Regions from separate parts of the Mus musculus genome. Here regions 2 and 3 are each linked to region 1. The links are chromatin contacts, called in public HiChIP or PLAC-seq maps. All regions are on one chromosome and are shown on one strand. Each heading gives the region's core, a stretch centred on a gene start, on an enhancer-like site or on the middle of the called end of the contact. The rest is flanking DNA. Distances are from core to core; before and after follow the strand shown.

Region 1 (4,177 bases), core at 1,296-3,795:
GTCTGATTCCTAGAACCTATGTCAGGTGGCTCACATCTGCCTACAACTCCAGTCCCAGGGTAATTTGCTCCTCTGGCCTTCATGGCCTGCTCTCAAGAAAATGCCCACCCACATACACTTAATTCAAAATGCCAAGATAAATCTTTTTTTGAAGTGGATTAGATCACAAATCTACAAACACAAGACTTTCTGTCTTTCGAATATGAGGTCTTAAGAGATAACTGTACCAATGAGAAACAGTAGTAGCTTTTCAGAATTCCTGTCCCCGCTTGTCTTGTTCCCACTGTGTCCTGTGACCTTCTGTGGCTTTTCTCCTTTAATCTCTGTGTCTTCCTTATTTGAAAATCCACACCTGTCTCTGCATCGCAGGACTCACAGCAAGCTGTTTCTGTCACGATGATCAAATGATGACGGACGGCTCTTCTATAAACTAGAAAGTGTCACCATTAAGCATTAAGTTTAACATCAGCGCAATTGCCAGACAAATGACACAGCCAGGTGCCTGTGACAGCACTGATGTCTGCATTTGTCCCTTGGTTGACGTCTAGGTGGTGGCACTGGGGGACGTCCCGGATGGCACTCTGGTCACCGTCATGGCAGGCAACGATGAAAACTACTCGGCAGAACTGAGAAATGCTACCGCGGCCATGAAGAACCAGGTAGCGAGATTCAACGACCTCAGGTTTGTCGGGCGGAGCGGTAGAGGTGCGTATCTGTCACGGATGGGTGTGAAATTCGAACCCGGGTTTTCCAAATAGTAGCCGTTTCTTATTATTGATGCAGCATAATGATATTTATTTAAGGTAATGTTTATTTGATACCTAACAACTGGATATTATCACGTTTTGATGACTAAATTGGCTTACAACTGACTTGGAACGCACAGCGTGTGATGGACTTGGAACGCACAGTGTGTGATGCGTGAATTGTGAAGTTCAATAAAACATTCCACCGTTTTCCTAAACTGAGATAAGTGAGCGAACCACCCCAGAATGAGGACTGAGATTGTATAATGGGTGGTCACTATGGGATAATCAAAGCCATGAGCCTTTATCATATGGTACTTACGCTCCCTCGAACATGCGACAGGGTTTCAGTTGGTCACATCAATAATTTTGGGGGAACCCTTATTGATATAGTTTTAAGTAAGCTTATATTCCTAGGATTAAAAAAAATGGACTCTTACTGGTACATCTGAGAGCAGTGTGACCTTCACTATGCATTCTTTGTGTATGGTTTGGTGGGAGAAGCCAGGCTCACTTAACATTTAGATACTGCTCATGTGAGAGACCAAATTATTTCCTTAGCCCAGCTGGACATGCAGTTATTATGCCTCACCTTTAACCAGTTATTAAACTATTGGAGTAGAAAGAGGACCTGCTCTCACTGTAGGCTTGTCTGCTTTCCAGTTATCTTCCGAGGTATGTGTTCTCTCTTCATTTCAAGGAGCTACGGCACATTTTACAAACATCAGCAGGCCGTGTGAGAGTCTAGGAGCAAGGTCTTCGCTTAAACCCTCACCTTTGTAATGTAGAATTGAACGATCTTAGCCGTAAATGATATCTCTAGCTTAATCAAAGCGGAATGACATATATCTAAGTCATACGATCAGTTCTCAGAGAGGGGAAGACACAGGGAGGGGCTAGTCGTGTCCATCGCTCAGTGGTAGAGCCTTCCGTGTGAAAGGCCTTTAGTTTGATCCCCAGCACCAAGCAAGCAAAACAAAGCAGGTAGACTGGCAACAGACAAGAAATGTCAAGCAAAGGGATTGTTACTACTGATTCTGAAGGCGTTCAGAACAGTGGAAATTCCGTGTTCATAGTGGGAAAGAGGAGAGAGTTGAGAGTGTGAGCCTGGACTTCTGTGTTTGCTCCCCTACCCCTGCCCCCAGATGCCCAGGGCATTTTCAGAATGATGTCACAGCTGGAGAAAAAAATGTAGAGAACATATAATGTTATTGAAAATATGTGTTCGCGCTACTGTGCTAATAATAGGGTGATTGAAAGAAGAGTCTACCCACTTATCGAAGGCCTGGGAGAGCCTGCGCCCTTAAGTGGATCCACTTGGAATATTGAAAGTCTGCCTTTCAGCAAATGGAATTCGCATTACGGTTCAGAGGCATGTGTTTAGAAAATATCAGGGAGGTTTCAGATGAGTCGCTGGCCGAGCGGGTGGGAAGCCAAGAAGAAAGGAAGACCCCAACAGCCAGGCCCACGCCCACCTGCCTAGCAATAAGCTTAGTTCGTAGGATCTAGCTGGGTTGCCAGAGAACATGTCCCCATACTCCTAGGCGTCTAAGTGGGTCTTTTTGTCATGTTTGGCTATGGAAGTTTCGAAGACTATTTAATGGACTATTCCAGTGACATTTTCCCGTAGGGAGTTGCATGGTGGCTTTGTGACGACCGTGGCAGCCAGTTGATGATGATCAAGAGTGGGGTTCTGAAAGCAGCGTGCCTGCCTACCTTGGTGGTGCTATGTGCTGGTCGCCTATCCCTCTTTGGCCATTTCTGTTTTGAGTGGGTGACTAAGAGGTGCTGGTGTTTACCTGAGGAACAATGGACTGTTTCCCCAAGGCGTGGAGTGTTTGCACTCTGCTGTCTGATTCGTGCCAGTGTGCACTTGAGTTTGCATAACCGCCCCCCCCCCCCAGGAAAACAGCAGCACCCAAGGCGAGGCTGGTTTCCCATACCCTGGAATGAAAAAAATTAATCAGATGCAAAAAATTGGATTATATTTGACTTGAGCAGGCTCTCCTCTTCATGAGGGGTAACGAGTAATTAAAACTCAGGAGGACTAATTGACCACTTGACCCAGTTATGGTTTCTATATATAATGTTGGTCTTGAGTTTTTATGGTTTAAATTTTTCATGTCAATACCAAGACAAGTGAGCTGTCGGTGTAATAAACATGGTTTTATCTCATAATTTCACTTTGTAGTCACAAAATATGATTTTATTTTGATTTTTCATGCCATCAAAGCCTGCTGGATATTCCCCAGCCCAGCCCACCCCACCCTCTCTCACTCTCTTTCTCTCCTTCTCTCTTGCGATTTGCTTCCCATTAGAAACTGAAGAAATGACTCTCACTAATTCTCACAATTAGCCCTAATCTCCCTGGTTGAACCTTATCCTTTAAAAGTTGCATTATGCTTTATGGAACGATCTTAAGACCCGACTATTTCATTTTTCATTTTTTTAAATGTGCCTAAAAATATGCCCTCAGAGGCCACACACTGGCCCAGAAGGTCCTGGCCTTCCAACACATCCACATTCCGTAAGGTCAGTTTGGGATTCTGTCAGTGATGGCTTCTCGGAGGGGCCTGGGTACTCCGTGTGGGATAAAGGGTAGAGATGACATGAATGGACACCCTCCTTTCTTGTTACCAGATGCCAGATTTTGAGGATTGTGACCCTCACAGAAACTGCCAGTTAACCAAGGAAGGATTTTTCTCTGTTCCAAGAAATGGATCTGTCTGGGAGCTGGCTGATGCTCAGCTCTAACCTCAGGTTCAGCCTGTGACTGGGAAAACCTGCCTGTCTGGCTTCTAAGCCCTGGCTGCCTGCTGGCCCCTGTGAAAACCTGGTGAAGGCAGAGGAAGCTCCTGCCTGCTTCCTCCATGACCATGGCTTCCGCCTGCTCTCCTTTAGATCAGCTCGGGTGTATCTCCTCATAGGAATGTTTCTCCCTTTGATTCCCAATCTGCATGTTGATTATCTGTGGGGCTCTACAAAGGAAGGAGAGATAGCTGCTCCCGGTTGGGAGTTTAGGGTGGGGTGAAAATCAGACGGGATCTTGGGAGACCCTCTCTGAAGTCCAGAGATTAGGAGGGCGCTCAGGAGGCTGCCCAGAACAATGCATGCTTTAGTCACAGGGCCTGAGATTATCAGTCATCTCCGAGTTCAGGGTCAAAAAGAGATCTCTTTCATGAGGGAGGTCAATTAGCTGAGCCTTTTTCTCGGTCTGTAACTTGCTCCCATGAGCTGGGGTGTGAGGTGACAAACATTTAAGAAACCTTGGCAGTGACATCTGCAAACACCCATTTCCTGCTGGGGTGTTTCACCAGCTGCCGAAGACTTGATCCATCAGTGAACTTAGCTTTAACGATGCCTGTCACAGGGAAACAGATCACGCAACTACCAAACATGACAACAGCCGTGTGGCAAATGTGAGGAGGGAG
Region 2 (4,113 bases), core at 761-3,260, 720 kb after region 1:
TCTGTGCCTGTGGAACTGTAAGCCAAAATTGAATTGAAACAAAAACCTTTCCTTACAACAAAGAAAGAGATGGATGGAGGGAGGGAGAGAAGGTGGGGAGGGAGGACAACAGATCTCATAATGAACCAGCAAGAAAGGCCACAGGGCCAGGAGTCTGAAGAAAAGCTTGTAACCCAGCCCTCTTCCCAGGACCACTCGTGTAGACTCTGCGTACCAGTATGGAAGATGCCCTGCTTCTCCTCTGGGGGAAATGAAGGCTTAGACCTCCTGGGCTAGCTGAGAACTTAAATACCCATGATGGCTGATCTTCGCTGACACCTTGACACACCTGAGAAGAGGAGACTTCACCCACCCAGGAGCTGCAGCTGTCTTTGAGCTCCCATGCCCCTACAAAGAAGCCTAATAAACCCACTGGTTCGCCACGCTGGACTTTAGTGGGCCAGTGCCCTATCTGCGGCGGTGAATAGACATTTGTTTGTGTCTTCCCAGGAAAGTCACAGAATGCAGTAACTTGTAGAAATGCCAGCGTGGACTGGGAAGGAGAAAAGATTTGGGTCTCCTTCCCACCTGCCACATTGCTCCCTCTGGCCCTTTACCAGTTCCCTGTGACTGCTGCCTATTGACAGTAAATAAAAGGCACAGACAGACCTTGGCCTGATGGAGACCCACCCCCAAAAGAAGCATTTCTGGAACACAATTGCCACATTGAAAAGCCTTGTAAAGAGAGGCCTCCAACCATAACCATGGGGCCCTCTCACCTCTAGAAATACACTTCCTCCTGTCTACACATCCCGACATACAAACAATAACTCCATCACCAGGAGACCACAGCACAAAGAGAAAGGGGGAAGGGACAGAGGGAGGAGAGAGAGAGAGAGAGAGAGAGAGAGAGAGAGAGAGAGCAAGGCGTAAATAAGATGTGTGTGGGCAGACAGGAAAAATGATTGAACGGCAGAAGACATGAGGATGCATTTGACACAATGGCTTTTACATCACACCTACACACACGGCTAATATAAAGTACGTTCACAAACAGGTCTGTATCTGCGACGACGACGACGTCACACATTCTGTCTTGCGACTAGAAACAGTATTTGCACTTTGTACCCTGCACTGAATTATTTTATACACAAGATCACCTGGCACAGCTCCTGTCCCCAAGATGCAAATTAACATTTTCACAAGGGGTGGGGAGGCTGGGGGAGAGGGTGGGGGTGGGGGACCAATGTGCTCTGCTGGCCACACTGATATTACTGGGCATGATGGATGCTGCCAGTGCTGTTGCCTAGCAACCCAAGACCCTTCCAGACAACCCAGCAGCCTCGCTAGTGCGCAGTGGCAAACAGGGCTGGTTCAACATGGCACTGGGCACAGAAAGATAATAACGTGGGGGTGGGTTTTGGGGTTTTTTTTGTTTTTTGGTTTTTTTTTTTGTTTTATATTTTTGGTAATCATTCTTGATGATTTCCTGAGGAGATCAACATATCTAAGAGCAGCCTGAGTCCTACATGAAATGAGAGCTGGAAAAATCCCAGGGTTTTTGAATTACCTCCTACTCTGCTCGGGAGAGTTGTGGAATTTTACTGGCTGGTCTCCTGACAATCTCCCCACCGCTGGCCCTCGCCGCTACAGTCTCAGAGTGACTCACCAGCATACCCTCAGAGCTGTTTGTCAGCCTTGTCATGAGTCACGGTTTTTTCAGCTTTTTTTTTCCTCAAACTGAAACACTTGACATTTTAGAATGGGTTTGGGGAAGGTTCTTTTAAAAAAAAAAAATAAAAATAAAAAAAAATAAAAGAAAGAAAGAAAAGAAAATGTAAGCCACTCTCTGGCTTTGTGTGCAAGTGTGGGGGTACGTGGGAAGGGGTGAATAATGACTGCCTGTGCAGGTAAACAGGGACACGTGACCAGCAGCCAGCAGAGCGAAGGCAGCTGGGGGTGAGGGACGGACATTCCCCTAGGCTGCATCTTAGCAGGACACAGGTTGGCCAGCATCCACCCACTTCCAATCCATTCCATCAGAGTGACAGAGTGCTCCCCTCACCTCCCAACAGAGAAATCAGCCCTCCTTCTATGCTCCATAACAGAACCACACAAAGCTCTATGGGAAAAAAAAAAAAAACATCCCACAGGGAAAATTAAGGAACAAAGAAAACTGGAATCTAAGATTAAAAACCGAGAGCCAGAATTGCTGCCGAGAGATTGGGTCCCATTGGACAGAGGTGGGCTGGTCTCTGGGCCTGGATTCTAATCCTGGCATTAAGTATGGGAAGGTAAGAAACTTCTGCCCATTTGAAGGGCCAGCCAGGTGTCTCATTCTGTCTGTCCATTAGCAAGCTGTCTGGCTTGCTATTCCCCATTGAGGGCTCCTCAGACTCAGGTACCTTTTAGCTCTCTCGGGAGCCTTGAACCACATCAGATATGTCATCAGCTCAGTGCACGCTGTATGTCTGTAAGGAGACACAGTTACAAGAAAGAATTAACTAACTAAATCCAATTAACCTCTCAGAACCCCTATTAGTTCCTGTATTTAACAGGATGAATTCAGTATGCCCCGTCAGCCCCACAGAAAAATAATGAAATCTAGGAGTCAACGAGACTGAATGCATTTCTAAGCGTTATGCAATGTTTTCACATTATAAAAAACATTATTGGAAAAGAAAAGGAAATAGTTACCGGAAATGCAGCAAAAGCCGGGGATCGGGGATCAGGGATCAGGCTAACTCCATGCCTGGTGGAGAGTCAGGAACAGGCTCATGACAAGAGTCTCCTTTTCAAGTTTGGAGTGAGAATCAAAAGTCCACATTATTTGCATCGTTGAGCAACGGCATTGAAGATTCAATGTTTAAACCACAAATGCTTTTGTGTTACAGCAACTTAGTAATTTTATTACCTCGCATGCTTTAATTAAATGTATTAAATCCATTCCCTGAACATAAAAGTCCTAGGGATAGATATAAGACAGGTAACTGTTTTTCTTTTTTTATTATTATTATGGAAATATTCAAACATGCACAAAAACTAGAGGAGATGGCCTTAATAAACCTCTCAATGTTTATCTACTTTTATTTCCTGTGGATGCGATTAAAAAAAAAAATACCTTACTAAGAGAAGGGTTTACTTAGCTCACAATCCCAGGTTGCAGTCTATCACTTCAGGGAAGTCAAGGCAGGAGCCTGAAGCAGCTGGTTACGCCTACAGTCAAGAGCAGAGAGAACGGGGAGTCGGGGCCTGCATGGGAGCGCCCAGCTGGGTCTCTCTGTTCTCACACAGTTCAGGATCCCTGCCAAGGGAATAGTGATGCTCACAGTAGGCAGGGCTTCCCATCTAACCTGAACATCCTTCATAGACATGTGCACAAGCCAGGTTCAGCTAGACACCCCCTCATTGAGATAATTATATGGTGTATCCAGCTGTCAACACTGACCACCACAATGCTCATCACACTGCGTCTAGCATCATTACCAATCGCCAGTCTTATTTCATCTACTCCAGGTACCACATCGTGTTGTTTCAGATTTTAAAAAAAATTTTTTTATTAAAAATGTATTTATTAGGTACCCAGTGTTCTGCCTGCATATATGCCTCCATGCCAGGAGAGGGCGCCAGATCTCATTATAGATGGTTGTGAGCCACCATGTGGTTGCTGGGAATTGAACTCAGGGCCTCTGGAAGAGCAGTCAGTGCTCTTAACCACTGAGCCATCTCTCCAGCTCCCTATTTTCTTTTATTATAACTATACAACGGTGTGAGTGTAAACTCATGTTCAGTTTGTTTTATTTGTAGAGTAATGGTGTTCTGTCTGTAAGAATGTCTATGCATCATGTTGCATGCATGCAGTGTTTGTAGAGACCAGAGCATCATCAGATCCCCTGGCACAGTTTCAGATGGTTGTGAGCTGCCATGTGGTGCTGGGAATTAAACCCAGGTCCTCTGAAAAAGCAGTCAGTGGTCTTAACCACTGAAGCCACCCCTCCATCTTCTCATGTTAAAACTCGATCCCACTGTGGTGGTATTAGGAAATGGGGTCCTTTGAGGTGGTTAGATTATTAAAAGTGAGCAATCCATCCTCACAGGACTGGATGGATTCTCTAGGCAATGTGTGAACCTTCA
Region 3 (4,095 bases), core at 502-3,001, 920 kb before region 1:
TGAGAGAGCCATACTTAGTCAACTCTATACCAGAGACTCACATTTTCAAAGTGGCTCCCTCATCATTACTGGTGTGTTTAATGACTGGTCATTCACGTGCTATTCAAAGACTTGTGGTATGAGAGCAGTTCATGAGAAATGTAATGTGATAGTTTGTTTTTCCAGAAAGGTTTCTCATGTTGATGGAGCACTAACATGAGCTCGGAATAAGGAAGGGTGAGATTATAGAGTCTTGTGAGCCCTGCTAAAGGCCTGATTTTCTTCCTGAAGGATTTTAGGAGGGGCTGAGTGCTGTAGAGAGGCAAAGAAGTCCTGCTCCAGAAAGGTGGTTTCCTCAGAGGGTTTGTAGGGTTCATCTTGACAGCTGAGAGCTGCTGTGGAGCTGGGCTGAGGGATGTAGTTGGGTACAATCTTAGCACTTGTGGGGACAGGCCATTGTGGCCAGTGGGATGTCAGTATGTATGCAAAATATTTCAGACATAATTGGAGTCCTAAAGCCCCTAATGGGTGAGGAGGTGGAAGAAGTGGATGCTGGAATCTTATCTGAAGATTAAGAAGAGCTGCGTATGCAAAGAGAAAGTCAATGGCCACAAAAGAATTGAGATCAAAGGTCTGAGCAGTGCCTCACAGTGGCAGAGAGGCTGTGCAGTAGGGAGAGGAGCTGAGCCCGGAAGTCACCTGGCAGACTCACCTTGGGGTTTTATTAGAGGGAGCAGCTCCTTGCAGACATCTCGGGTACCAAAAAAGTTCGTTTTCATTGTCACCTCTGCTTGAATGTGGAAGGGGGTGTCGTCATTGACTTTCGGGGGGGGGGGGGGGAGAAGAGAACCGAGTTAGCGGAGTGGAAATGTAAAGACCTAAGTAAGCTAGAGCTTTAGAGATCCACTTGCAAGTACAGTCTTGTTTACATACAGCTCTGCATCACTGTCCATCTGACAATTTTCTATTGTGCTTGAAAGACACCACCACCACTGGGGGTGGCTAGGTGAAGTTTGTATATATCAGGATCTTAAGGAAACACCGTTTCCCTCTGTCTCTTTCTCTCTCCTCAATCTCTTGCTTATTTCAGTATCAGATATAGTTCCACTTAAGTATCGCCAAGTCCAATTCAATTACTCAACAACTGGGTGAGGGAAACCTAGAAATGATGGCGAACATTGAGGCTCTGCTTTCCTGCAGCCCCTACTACCCTGTCCTGTTTCTCCCAGGGGATCTGTTTCAGAGTCCTACAGCATAGTGCTCCTGGTCCTAGTAATGATCCCAGAGAGGCACAGCCCACCTTGCCACCAGGCTCTGGGGAAGCCACCTTCCATCTCCACACCCAATGGCTTACCCTTGAAGGCGATGCCTGCGTTGTTGACCAGCACGTCCAGGCCTCCGTATTCCTTGAGCAGAAAGTCGCGCAGTGCGCGAATGCTCTGCGGGTTGTCGATGTCCAGCTGGTGGAAGCGTGGGCTCAGGCCCTCCGCCTGCAGCTTTTGCACTGCCGTTTGGCCCCGCTCCTCGTCCCGCGCCGCGAGCACCACGTCCCCGGAGAATTTCCGACACAGGTCACGAGTGATCGCGAATCCGATTCCTTTGTTAGCACCGGTCACCAGCGCCACGGGTCTGCTGGAAGACATGGCTGCGTGAGAAGGGAGGCCGTCGGAGACCAAGGAACTTGGCGCAAACTCTGCCTCTCGAGGCTGCTGGAGAGTGGTTCAAGACCGGTTCACTGGCGGACTGAAATTGGCGTCGACAATGTCGCACCTAGCACGCATGCGCAGTTTAAGCCCCCTCCCTACGGGGGGCGTGGCTGGTGGGGGGTGTGTTTGTTGTTTAGTGTGGATTTTAAAGTTGCCTCTTGTCAAATTGCTGTGTATTTAGGAAATGGCTCACCTTACCTGAACTCCGTTTTTTTTTTTTTGTTTTTTGTTTTTTTTTTAAATAAAAGTTTACCATGCAACGAAAGGTGTCAGGTTGTCTGTTATCTCAGATTATGCATTATGCAGTTGGGGGTTACATACCAGCCAGGAAAAAAACCGGCCAGGTCAAATGACTGACATCTCAGGCTTTTTCCTGAAGGCGTGTTGAAGCCAGCTGCCAGGCAAGACTGCAGGAGAAGGCGAGAGAGAGAGAGAGAGAGAGAGAGAGAGAGAGAGAGGGAGGGAGGGAGGGAGGGAGGGAGGGAGGGAGGGAGGGAGGGAGGGAGGGAGGGAGGGAGGGAGGGAGAGAGAGAGAGAGAGAGAGAGAGAGAGAGAGAGAGAGAGAGAGAGAGAGAGAGAGAGAGAGAGAGAAACACAGCTTTGCACCTGGAAATCATGCATTCAGCTTGCCCACGGGTCTAGGTCTTCCTCATTACTTGTATGAATTTTTCACTGTTTTCCCCAACTTGCAAATTGGACCTCTGTACGTTTTCTTTCTGGTGTTTAAAAAAAATAACATAAAGCTGCCACTTAAGTTGTAGGAACTTGAATTGTAGGACAAACTGGGAGATTATGATGAGGAATCGCAATTTGTGTTGAATTCACCTCTTAGGACACCAAAGCAAAGCTATTGGGGTAATCTTTGGGCAGGAAACATTCCTTACTAGCCTGTGGTATCCCTTTAGATACTTCTAATTGCTTTGTCTTACCTGGATGTTTGTATTGAGTGTACAGATGTGTACAGGGCCTTCAGGGGATGCTGCTCTTCTGTGCACCACAATGCACCCTTTTAGTCCCTTTTTAAGATGACATGATGCCATATGCTCGCAAAATGACATTTGGTTCAGTCGTGGGAAACAGATTTCGTCACTGGTTCCTAACACCCTGGCTATAGGGATCTCCAGGTCAAGTTTCGTTTCCTCTCCATTCAGTAGGTTGCTATTAGAAACAAGTGGCCATTTAGATTAAAATAAGACATTTTAGTTATACTGACCCCACAGGAAGACCTCTCTGTGTGTATGAAGGTCATTGTATTAGGAATACAGTAAAATAAAGGAGACAGGTATAAGATTTCCATTTCAAAATATTCTACTGCCTCATATACATTGCTTGTAAATTGCCGTTCAAAGTAAGCTCCTAGTCAATTGCTTAAGAAACCTGAATAATCCAAAAAAAAAAATGCTGCCCAGGGTGGGATGGCTCAGCAAGTGAGGGCAAGGACCTTGGTCACCCAGCAGCCTGAGTTCAATCCTTGGAACCCATGTAACCACAGGAAGCAAGAACGGTGTATGCGTGTTCTGATTGAACCCATGTCTGCGTACCATGTGCCATGCCCAGAGGGCAGAAGAGGGCACCGGGCATCAGATCCCACAGACTGGAGTCACACGAGGTTGTGAGCTGCCGAAAGTATAGTAAAACACCACGTATCCACAGCAAGACAAGCTTCCAGTTCTGTTCAGACTCCTCTTTTGTGACCTCAGGTAAATTTATTCATTCTGTATGATTTCCTTGGCATTTTAGGTTTTGTGTCCATCACAGTCAAGGCATAAAAGGATCTTGTTGGTCTTGCTTGAGCAAACACCCCTCCAGTGTCCTCGGCGCTCAGCAGTGTCACATAGATGTGGTCACACCTTGCATGGTCTGGATACCTGCTCTGTCATCCAGGATAATTTAGCTGTTTATGGTTTGCTCTTTTATATATCAGTGACTATTTGGTCTGCAATCTCCATACCCCCAGGGACTTTCTTCTGTTGCTGGAGTGAGACAGATGTTCATTGAATTATTTCAGTACAAAAGCCACGCAGGGGTAGTTCGTGGTGTATAAGGAACCTTGAGGGCAGTGCAGATCCTGCTGTCTTAATAAACAAAGTTGCAGAAGAGCATAATGAATGACAATTAGGGGGTGGGGGAGGTTTTGGGAGACAAGCTAGGGTCCTCCTGATCACTCTTGATTTATTATTTGCGCCTTGCATTAGAAACTGCCTCAATCTGTTAAAGATGTTTCAAGACAGATCAAAGCCATTCAAGATGAACTTGGCTCTTTGCCACCATGGTGGGGACTGACCTCCTCAGTGCATCCCACGGAGTGATGTACACTCTCCTCAAGGGACAATGCTGTCTTTACAGCAACCAATCAAAGGTGGCTTGTATGAGGCCCAGAGGCTTAGGGACCAGATACTGAAAATCCAGT

The links. HiChIP or PLAC-seq counts read pairs in DNA pulled down with a chosen protein or histone mark.
Region 2: an HNF4G HiChIP or PLAC-seq map of pancreatic cancer cells shows a contact between it and region 1. The contact joins two enhancer-like sites. A contact is called at or near these places in 1 of 115 datasets of contacts at active chromatin or transcription factors (pancreatic cancer cells) and 1 of 9 other capture datasets (embryonic stem cells).
Region 3: a FOXA1 HiChIP or PLAC-seq map of pancreatic cancer cells shows a contact between it and region 1. The contact joins the promoter of Cbr1 here to the enhancer-like site in region 1. A contact is called at or near these places in 4 of 39 promoter capture datasets (cranial neural crest, embryonic stem cells, hematopoietic stem and progenitor cells and 1 more), 2 of 484 Hi-C or Micro-C datasets (both in embryonic stem cells), 24 of 115 datasets of contacts at active chromatin or transcription factors (the NIH/3T3 cell line, the SCID.adh cell line, acute myeloid leukemia and 17 more) and 5 of 9 other capture datasets (adipose tissue, embryonic stem cells, liver and 2 more).

Annotation. Positions count from the first base shown.
Region 1 is chr16:92,685,504-92,689,680 of GRCm38.p6, reverse strand. It overlaps Runx1 (runt related transcription factor 1), which reads left to right. Exons shown (of 8, transcript NM_001111021.2): 4 at 549-705. Among named protein-coding and RNA genes, the nearest start is that of Gm30281, 75 kb to the left of the region's middle. Within about 2 kb of position 2,545, at least 28 of the 459 cell types and tissues checked have an H3K27ac peak or open chromatin away from gene starts, as enhancers often do. A contact at or near this core is called in pancreatic cancer cells, where this site is marked.
Region 2 is chr16:91,960,223-91,964,335 of GRCm38.p6, reverse strand. D430001F17Rik (a long non-coding RNA gene) reads right to left here. Exons shown (of 4, transcript XR_876250.1): 2 at 3,101-3,195; 3 at 2,677-2,770; 4 at 1-2,450. Among named protein-coding and RNA genes, the nearest start is that of D430001F17Rik, 8.3 kb to the right of the region's middle. Within about 2 kb of position 2,010, at least 198 of the 459 cell types and tissues checked have an H3K27ac peak or open chromatin away from gene starts, as enhancers often do. A contact at or near this core is called in pancreatic cancer cells, where this site is marked.
Region 3 is chr16:93,605,493-93,609,587 of GRCm38.p6, reverse strand. Cbr1 (carbonyl reductase 1) reads right to left here and starts at 1,751. Exons shown (of 3, transcript NM_007620.2): 1 at 1,334-1,751; 2 at 692-799. The coding sequence starts at 1,622.